Regions from separate parts of the Anas platyrhynchos genome. Here region 1 is linked to region 2. A link is a contact called in public Hi-C data. All regions are on one chromosome and are shown on one strand. The core of a region is the stretch at or near the end of the contact, and the rest is flanking DNA. Distances in the headings are between cores, read along the strand shown.

Region 1 (5,155 bases), core at 1,024-3,523, 52 kb after region 2:
CCAGGCTAACTTCCCTCCCTCACTTTTCCTCTGACACACTAAACTAGTTTTACTGGAGCCATTTCATGGATTGTGACTCACCTACTATACTTCCACTGGCCAAGCACATTCTTTGTATTAAACTGAGCAAGCTGCGAGAGACAGAGGGAAGGAGACACAGAGACAGACAGACTACTTGGATCTCCTTTTCGTCCACAGTATGAAATTCCTGTAGCTTATAGCAGATAACCTTGCAAAGAGTGTACTTGTTTCAGGCAACCAAAAAAGGAAGAAAAACATAGGCACAGTGGCTTTGCAACTAGCCTGTCTATAGACATGCTCATCATGTAGATTTTAAGCAGTAAGCCTAAGTTTCAAAAAAAAAAAAAAAAAAAAAAAAAAACAACAACAAAAAAAACAGGTTCCATTTGTAGCTAGGTGAAATAATAATTGCTATTAAAATAATCAAGACTCTTGGAAAGCATAATATAGTCAATAAGGACTGTAGAAAGGGGTGGAAAGAGAACAGCATGCATTCTTTCCAGTGATTGCACTGTTTGTGTCTGAAAAGACAGTGCTAAAAAGTTGCCAACTGGTCCTCACCCACTAATCCAGACAGAATCCTACAAGAGGAAGTATGTCTAACTATAGTTTTAACAAAAAACTTCTGTAGGATCCCACTCACACTTGTATTGAAGTGCAGTTACTTTTAAAGTTGAGGACACTCTCCTGGCAGACAGCTTGAATATCTACAGATACTGGCAGAAAAGTTTTTAGAAGACTCATCTCATAAAAAGCATCAAGTCCATTCTTTAACACGAAGCTTTATGCATGGGAAAACTTGAGGCAAACATTCTTTTGTAATATTTGGCCTGCATGAAACTATAGCATATCCTGGACTTTCATTAGCATGCAAGAGACTCACTTAACAAGTCACGATGAAAATGTCTTCCTGGCACAGACTGATTTACAGTGCAAAGTGGCCCTTGACTTACAAACTCATCATTAACATCCACAGTGAGATTTATGGTGCTCAATTTAACACAACGTGGGAATGCACTCCTGAATTTCCAATACTGATGTCTTCTGTAGATTAAGAAAGTCTTCTATTTGCATCAAGCTTTTACAGATGCCTAACTGAGGTGGCAGCTCTCTTTTACAAGGCTTTGAACTTTTATACATGGGGGGGAAAACTGTCCTGAAATCATCACCAATTAGAGAGGAAAAAAAAAAAGCATTATTGTTATTTTACAGCTATGGAACTGAAAGAGATGGAAGGTTAGTGTTAAGTTCTTCAGAGTCAGCTGGATCCTCCTTTTTACAGGGACTGCACTGGAAAAGACATGGAAATATAAACTGGCAATACTGTTTCACAGGAGAACACATGAGAAGCTAGTACATTACTGTGTCCACACAAATACCGCAGTCGGTATTTGCAGACTTTTGCTTTCTGTGGAAAAAAGCATTTGTATTGGCATATCAGAACAATTAAGATAGGACAAAGATCGTTCCACCTAAGATAGTCTTTTAAGAGCGCTCTCCTGGTAGTGCAAAAAACGCAGCACCATGAAAACATCCTTACTCTGTTGTTGATAAGAGAAAAGCACTGCAGTTGTACAAGCTACAGCCTTAACAGAAAAATAAGTTCCTGAGCCGTCTTAAAAGCATCTGAAAGAAAATGTCTGCTAAAGAAACGAAATGCTGCAAAGAATGGCAAGCAGTGGTAAATTACAGTTCAATTTCTTTTTCAATATTATTCTTTAAATGTAGTCTATCCACTTAATACTATGTGAAATTTGTAGAAACTATTTTATTACTGACTCTGGCTACATACACACCAATGATTCAACCTTACAACTGCAAGAAGTGTATTAATGTTATGCCTCCAGAGCTCTGAGTTCTGGCACGCCAGTCCTCAGTGCTCAGAATCAGGTCTCTGGCATCGCATGCTGTTACGTAAGCATTAAAAAACAGTCAGGACTAAAACATCTCACGTATTGCTTGATGAGAAGCTATGCTTTTGGCTTGGAATCCAAACCCCACATTTTTGTAAATAAACATTTAAACTGACATCTTTATACAAACAAGCCAAGAACTTGCAGAGCTTAGGAAACCTTTTACAGCAGTTATTTTTCAGTTTGCTTCTGACAGTGATTATTCCCACATCGAGTTATTTAAAAGGGGAGCTATGAATGTAAACATTATTTGCTTCCACATTTTTTTAAACAGATATATAATTTCTCGCAGTGAACAGAAGCTCCTTGTTCCACCACATTACATTGTACAGTATTGAAATTCTCTGAGGATGATGAGAAAACTGGAATGTTGCTGCCCACAAAGTTCCTAGAGTGTCTGTATAGCATGATCTCCAGCACACTGTAGAATAATTTAGTCTGGAAGGGATCCATGGAGGTCATCTGGTCCAACACACCACTCAACGTAGGGCCAACTTTGAAGCTAGATCAGGTTGCTCAGTGCCATCTGAGTTCCAAACATGTCCAAGGATGGAGATGTCAGTCTGTGCAAACTGTTTGATCGCTCTCATTGAAAAAAGTCTACTATGTACTCAATTTCTCTTGCTGCAAACTATAATCTTCAAAAGAACAGTAATCTCCAAAACAAAATATATAAATATGACTAGTACATATTACAAATACAGGAAATAAAGAATTATTGTCTGTAAATTTACTCAAATAGTCTTTAGAATAATTTATCTAATTGGCCCAGATGGACAACAGAATGCTGAAGACAGACTTCTTGATGCAATATTAGTCATGTAATTCAATTCATGTTTGGTGTCAGCAAAGGAAAATCTGTTTGCCATGCAGATAGGCTTAATACCCAAAAGGCTACAAGGTGCAACTTAAATATAATGTTCTTGAAAACAAAAAACAAGAATTATATGGCAAGTCTATTTAGCAGACAAGAATAAAAATTCTAACACTGAGAGTTCTTAAAGGACTCAATCTCAAAAGTAAGATTTCTAAAATATACAAAAAACAGTCTGCTAAAACAGTAGATACTGTACTCTGAAGGAAGTAGCCTGTTTATGCATACATTTTCATATTCTCTAAACATAACACTGTGTAACTGACCTTGCTTGATGTTAAGCAAATGTGTGTCCATAACCTATTGCAAAAGGTTTAGAATTTCTTGCCTACCTTCAGCATCTTAAAAGTCAGCTTTTGCTTTCTAAACTCTTTCAATAGTCAACTGAGATGGTGCAGTGTTCTCACATACATGAAGATGGAAAATTCCACAAAAGTTTCATCCCTTCACTGATTATCTAACTTAGACTAGGTACCTACTGTTTAGACTGCCTAGCAATCTCGTATTTTGAATATTTAGACTGATGCATCTTTGAGAGGGAGAAATAGACAAAAAAATCAGGAGGAGAAAATGTACATAAGCACTGAATAATTAAAGTGATCATCAGCTTAACAAATTACTTTAAAAAAAAATCTGTAACAAATGTATTTTCTTGTTTAAACAAAGCACTGAAGTAGTCACGGTTTCAATAGTAAGTGAAAAACATGTACATTATGTTTAAGTGTTTAACGGAGTTCCAGACCAACACGCATACAAAAAGCATAATTTAATTTATCATTCTGTAGTGAGTGAGCATTAACAACAAAATTTAATTGTCACACTAGTCTTTGTGAATATCTAAAAGCCTAATACAAATATCCAAATGATTAATAAAGATTAGTTAAAGTGTTACCAGTAAGACGTTCAGTAACCTGACATTAAATTGTAGCAACCCTAGAAGCCCTTTCTAGAAGAATATTAATTTACAGTCATTCTTCCTACCAATTCTTTGTACAGTAAAAAAAGTAGATCTGTGTTTTTCTGCTTCCCTTTCCCACCCCACCACCCACATAGTTTTACTCTCATACTGAATCACTAACCAATCCAACCTGATGGTAAAAATCCAGCAGTTCAAGATCTCAGTTCCAACATCCAGCTCAAGAGCTCTTTGGGAATAAAATCCAGATTTTTGTTTAATGTGCAAAGTGCAAGTTTTCTCCAGTGCTATCAGAAATGCGTGCTGCTAAGAATGTCACCACAGAATAAAATGTTAATAGAAGACTCTTCTATTTCCAATAGTTCTATTAAGGACAGATTAGATGGTGTTTAAATGAATGACAGATCAAGTAGAGTATATACAAGTGCTTATTAGATCAGGTACTTTCTGATATCATGAGGTCAAATCAATGTTTTTACTCAAGTTCTTCAGTTTCCTCTGTAAAAAGGTCAGCCAAATCTGCCACTGTCAGAACTGAAGCTTCTGACTGTTTCATGGAAGAGCTTGTGTGGCTGTAGGAAAAAATTGCATGCAGACATCAGAGAAGGAATCAATTTAAATAACAACCTGTATCTACTGAAAACAGACCAACAAATGGTTCAGAATGCAATAAATGTTGGGCTATGAGCTCAGTAGAAAAAACACACTTTCTATTAGGAGAAGTGCATACACTGATCAGCTACTCCTGATGCACAATTTCAGTAATATACAAAGTCCACCTACGGTCCTTAACATGATCACCAAACACTTGAGAGGCAGCAGAACATGGGATCACAGAATCATAGAATTGCTTAGGTTGGAAAGAACCTTACAGTTCTCCTAGTTCTAACCTCAGTAATTATGGGGATAACCCACTTTGTCCTGTCAATGTTTAAGGGATTGGCTTTGGATTCCAAGCATAAGGTTTGATGCTACTTTTAAAACATTAGCCCTCATTAGATCACTGTATATTCATTTGAACTTTATAAGCAAAAATAGTGCTACTTAACAGATATGGAAACTGATTAAACTATTCTTTCAAAACTAAAGGTGAAAAACTTACATGCAAGTCTTTGGCTGTAGTTATTTAAGTCTCGTTTTATAACAACCAGAAAAGCTAGAAAAGTCACTCATTTTCCTAAACTAGTGTTGCTTCCTAGATTTGTTATGAGTATACAGTACAGTTAAAGAGGTACAAAACTCTTGTATTTTCTGTACAAAGAATGTGAATACCACTTAAGTTCTAGTCCTAGTCTTTTATTGATTAGAGTTTTTGGAAAAGAAACAGTGAAAATTGATTTCTGCATCTGCACAGCAGACCAACTTACAAGCTGGCATCTGGACAACTCTTGCACTGACTGCAAAACCAACCTGTGTGACAAAGTGTCAAGT
Region 2 (5,722 bases), core at 1,645-4,144:
ATGAGAGCCTCTTTAGCTTCATGATTATCTATTTGCTTGTCCAGTGAATCCCTCAATCTATCTATAAATTCCATATAAGGTTCATTGACCCCTTGCCGTATGGTAGTCGAAGAAGGCTGGCTCCTGCTTTTGGCAGTTTCAGCAAGGCTTGTAATGCCAGTCGGGCTGACTGTCACCAGATGGCATCGTTGAGCCGAGCTTGTAATCATGGGTCTATTAATGGCTCGGTCCCCATAAGCTGAGGGAGCCCTGCACCCATGAGAGGGTCGCCTGTCGTTCTTTCTAAATTCTGCAGTGCCGCTATCTCACACAGTTCTCTCCATTTTTGTTCCCATAACAATTTTTGAGTCGGGGTGAGGATCATGGTGGCTATTTGGCGACAATCATACGCAACCAGCAACTGACCGGTCATCACATTTTCTAATAGCGATTGGGTGACTGGTGCATGTAGTCCATATGTGGTCACAGTCTTTCTTAATTCTTTAATTAGGTCCCATTGGAAGGCATTATATTCATTTGGACCCTTGGGTCGCACCTGCACCAGGAAAGGCATTCCTACCGGGTCCCCATCCTTCAGTGCATCCTGGCGCACTTGCTCCCATCGTTCCCGCGGATCAAAAGCTCAGGCCCCCAGGGTGGCATTACCAAGGGTGGGCGAGGTTGGAGCCGAGGGGGCTCAGTGGTGGTGGTCCATGGCCCTCTTCCTTGTCATCCCCCAAGTATATCAAATTACATCGCTCTGGTGACTTTGCAGGCTCCGATCACAGTTTGGCTGCTACTACCGCCTGAGCAGCAGCGTTCTGTACTTTCTTTTCCGCCTGCCACGATATTAAAGCCTCAGTCACCAGCCAACACGTAGCCATCAGTTCAGCGGTGTTAGTATCCCCATTGGACGCTGCCTACCACACTTTCTCCCCCTCTTGTTCCCAAGTTTTTACATCAAACACTGCAGAGACTGTTGAGGGGACCCCTTCCTTTTGCAAAAACTTCCAATAGTTTTATCTTAAATGGATCATATTTCACTCCCCTTTTTGTTAGTAGCTGTGTTAATAGTTTTACTATAGCCTCTTCTTCTGCAGAGGGGTTATCTCCCATGATCAATGCACAGCCACTCACCTGTCCTTCAGGTGATGTCCCGGGGTTGAAGCTGCAGTCTGGCTGAGAGCTTGATTTGTTCGGCTGGGTTCCCTTTGGACGCTCCGTGCTGCGCTGCTCCTCTGCGAATCACGTCAGGGTCACCATTTGAAGGGAAAGAAGCACACGACTCCAGGCTGATATGCAACTGAAGCGTTTGAGTATGCATTCTTGCTTTTATATCCTTAGCATCTTTGCACGTGGCTGTTATGCTACTTGGCAAGCTTGCTCATTGTCGGCTATATTAGTGATCGCGCAACTATCATGCTCTTATTCTGCTTGTGGATTTGTTTTCACGTGGAATGTTGTTTTCTCAACTTCCTAAGTTGTTACTTTCTCTTTGACCTTGCAAAACTTGTTTTGTACCTTTATCTTGTATTTTTCACTAGCTACTTTATTTCTGTGTCTATCAGGTTCCACTGGCTTCCAGACTGGCCTCCCATAGTTTTTTGCTGTAGCACATCTTCATTCAAACACTGCCACCTGCATAAATTCAGGGAAATAGAAATTGACATGTTTGGTATATTGATCAAACTAAACATAAAATGAACCCCGCACGAATTTCACGGAATTAATTTAGTCATAGCTTCTCACTTCATTTTACTGTGATTACATCTATGTGCTCCATAGGGAGCAATAAATAAAAAACTATTTTTTCCTCACCCAGGTTGCATTATGGATGAGTTTGTCAGAACATCCCCTTGAAGCATAACAGCAGCTTTAGTACTGGCTTGAAATAGTGTTTTGATAAAATAAATGACTTCTATTATTAATCCCATTTACACTGATGTAGAAAACAATAGAATGGCATTTAATGCCACAGAGGGAAACAGAAATGACAGAGTGAATCCGCATTTGGTTATGACAGGATCACTGACAGTATGAGCCAGATTTTGGCTCTTGGCACATCCCGCAGCAACTCCTCGATCACATTATTATGGAGTAATGCGCCATTAGCTGGGTTGTGGTAAATGACCAGATAAATTCCATCAGTCTGCTCCAGCTGCGAAGTATAACATTTGCTGACTGCCATGTTGTCTCAGCTCATTAATGAGTAACTCATTATACAGCACTAGCTTGCAATTATAAACTCTGTGGTCACCACAGGCCTGGGAGCAGATAACTAACTCCCTTGTCGTGGATGAGGTCCCCAGATAACAAGGTACAGCCGGTAACATTCTCTGTACTTTCTCCACTCTCTCCACAGGTTATTTTCAGCTTGATCACAACTCCAAAACATTATCTCCACAGATGCAAGCAGTCACTTGAACCAGTTGTGCTTTGAAGAAAACACGCTTGTAGACTTCACATCTGGTGCTTACCCAAGTAGCACAGCACACTTCAGTTGGCCATTTGTAACCCGTTTCCTATCTCTGTTAGGTCACCACAATTGGCATGGTATACATGTACTCAACCCCTTTGGTTGTTGTTCTCAGGAACTACCATAATTAACACCAAGTTGTTCATCCAACTGCTGTCAATTAAAAAATGTCTTCAAACAGAACATTAACAAGGCAGCTGTGCCCTAACTGTCTAGAGTAGCACTTGGCAAACCTATTTTTGCTGAGAGCCTACCTGTGGTCACACTAATTTACCACTTACCTTGATTAATTCAGAAATCTTAAGTTATCACATTCTTCACCTATTTTGAAGATTCTTACTGACTATTTACTTCACTTACAGATGTTCTTTGTGACCTTGTAACACACCTACATGCAGGTGTTAGGTTTTCCACAGGTTTCTCTTCTGTGTCTTGCTTGCTTTCACATACACACAAAAAAGGCAAATAAGACCAAAAAAAAAAAAAAAGCCACCAAAAAGTTCAGTTTTCATTACAAAGTAAAAGGAAAAATTAAACTTTTTTTTTTCCCAAAACAATTACAGCTTTCCAATTGCACGATATTCCGATTTACATTAAAATACACAACCCACTTTACCCTATCAACACAATGGTTCTGCATCCCTGATGACAAATATAATTAAGGCTTCGAACACCCACTCTGGAACAAAACCCTGAAACAGAACTGTTCAACCACTTGAGTAAAAGGAAACAAGAAAGTTGGCTATTAAAAAGTGAAATCTTTTGAGTAGTGCTATTTTTACTGTTTCATACTATGAGTATACATGTATATATGCATCCCAAAATTTAGAACCAAACCCTTTTTAGTCTGAGCATGGTCAGGCCCTTCCCTCCCACATGTAACAGGAATGATGCTTGCCTGTCTTGCTGAGTCACAGGACCCTGCAGTCTCACATATGGTATAGACCAACACAGTAAACCTTGCAATTTCATCCTCCCAAGCCCTTGTAGGTTCCTTCCAAGTCCTCTTGGAAATGGCAGATTGTAAAGACACAGATTTATGGTATTTGTCAAGTAACCCCCCAATGACTAGAGTAGTTCTTTTTCTACAAGCAAAATTTCTTCTGAGTGGAGACAACTATACCTGAGGAAAAAAATCCCACAGACACAAAAAGGACAAGTGTTTCTTAATGGGTTTTGTCCTTGTGGTGGGTTTGATGTTGGCTGGCTGCCAGTAGCCCACCTAGCTGCTCTCACTCCCCCTCACAGCACACAGGGGGGGGACAGTAAGACAGCTCCTGGGTCAGCAGAGGATGACTGGTTAACAGACCAAAAGAACTAGGTTTTTGTTGACATCTGTAGTCATGTGTGTAAAGACACACACACACCTCCCTTACTCCCAGAAAGACTGAGGAAGTTTTTCATAATCTCACTGTCCACTAGCTTGACACGTTACAAAGCATTTGCATATTCATCTTTGTAAGGCAAATCAACAGATAAATGTAACCAGGCACATCAGTCCTCAAGGTCAAACGCCTCTTCACAAACAGAGGGGGGGAAGAGGTAGTACCAATGTGCTTCATCTTGAGTGGAAAAGAAGATTTTGATATTGGTTGTTTGTTTGTGATATCCATCTGGTGCGTGTTCCAAATTACTTGAAATGCAAACACTCAAGTATATAGGCAATTAAGTATTCTGCATTTTTTGTTAAAACTTCCCTGTTAAGTAAAAAAGCATGTTTTTTTAATGAAACCTGGACAGCACTTAAAACTAAAAAGACATGAAGTACAAAACATTAAATAGGCAAGCACTGACATGAGGTAAGACTTGTAGGTTCAACATGACTCCTAGAAAACTGAAAAGTTTTAAGATGATGCAGATCACAGCTATCTACAAGAATTGCCCTTTTCCCTGATCTGCAGCTCAGGATTTAGAAGATTATCGTATTGCCCCTGAACTGTACAATAACCACCAGAATCTTAGCAATGATCCCCCTACAATCAGAAAGACCATCAATGGTGGTAGCATCTTGTACTTGAAATGGTCTCAGCCTATTACATACCTCTAAAAGCCTGGAGAGATTTTTCTCAGCTATTTGCATGCTTGAACTAGTCAAACAAAATAACAAGCAGTTGGATCAGCAATTCTGACATCATTTAAGCTTCACCTGAAGATCAAAGGGACAATAAAAAAATTAACACTGCCAATCACATAACCTTTGTAAAGAAAAAAAAATAGTAAAATGATGCACTTTCTTACCTACATGCAGATTTCATAGGAACAAAATAAAGAAATTGAGTTTTCTATTTACTTGCCAGGCTCTCCTACAAATGTTGATGAACACTTTTTATGAAGAAAAAGAAATCTAAAGAGAATTTCTATTTTCTAAATATTAAATATAAATGCTGCTGTGTTTAACCAAAATTACATCAGCTGAAAAATATGACTACAAGTTGCAACTGCAGTTAACTGAAGTCCAAGTCACAAGTCACTTAGACTGAACACGTTTTATAACAGAATACAGAAGCAATTTTGTGTTGTGTGTAATCCCATCTGCTGGGAAGTTAATCTTCCTGCATTGTTAAATCAAGAACAATCAAGCTGCATCAAAAACCATGTGCACAGTGAGATACCATATGAAATTCTTCTCGCTATATAAGTAAAGCCAGTTTGCTCAGACAAGGCATCCACTCTGCCCTTACTCTTGAAACAAAAAATGAAGCTGACAGCTGATGCTCATAAACAGCTGCCACAGTGCATAACAGCCGTAGTTTTACCTTAACCAAGGTTCAAATCTCATTAAGCGACCCATTATTTCCTGCCAAGGCCTCCAGAATGACATATTGAACACAACTATATAAACGTAATACTAAAGAGCACACAACACTCAAACAATTACACGGTATGTAACTATCAAATATTAACACTTCTGAGCAAAGTCCAACATATATTCATGCCAGGTCCTTGATTGCTCCTTTGCTAAACAGTCACATAATCAGATTAGTTTTGTCCTGCAGCCTACTGCTTTGTCAGGATGTTCACGTGAAAATACTAATGCAACCCAACTTTCACCTTGCTGAGCAGAATTCCCTCCCTTTAAATCACGAGAAGCTTAAAGATAGCTTTTTATTACATGTTTCCAAAAGTACCTTAGGAAAAAAAGGTAAATCTTAAGCAAAAAGCACGTATTATAACCTAGTTTTTGTGTTCCACTATTTTAATATTGTAAAATACTCAGTTCAATACTACATTATAACATTGTCAAACACAATCTTACTTATATTGATT

The links. Hi-C and Micro-C count contacts between places; a contact is called where the count stands out from the background.
Region 1: a Hi-C map of liver shows a contact between it and region 2, with 3 times the contacts expected there. The contact joins the enhancer-like site here to the promoter of EPM2A in region 2. A contact is called at or near these places in 5 of 8 Hi-C or Micro-C datasets (liver, skeletal muscle, small yellow follicle and 1 more).

Annotation. Positions count from the first base shown.
Region 1 is chr3:51,639,543-51,644,697 of IASCAAS_PekinDuck_T2T, forward strand. SHPRH (SNF2 histone linker PHD RING helicase) reads right to left here. Exons shown (of 31, transcript XM_027454310.3): 31 at 3,562-4,296. The coding sequence ends at 4,200. Among named protein-coding and RNA genes, the nearest start is that of FBXO30, 31 kb to the left of the region's middle. Within about 2 kb of position 2,274, at least 3 of the 8 cell types and tissues checked have an H3K27ac peak or open chromatin away from gene starts, as enhancers often do.
Region 2 is chr3:51,586,903-51,592,624 of IASCAAS_PekinDuck_T2T, forward strand. It overlaps EPM2A (EPM2A glucan phosphatase, laforin), which reads right to left and starts at 2,895. Exons shown (of 5, transcript XM_072035892.1): 1 at 1,117-2,895.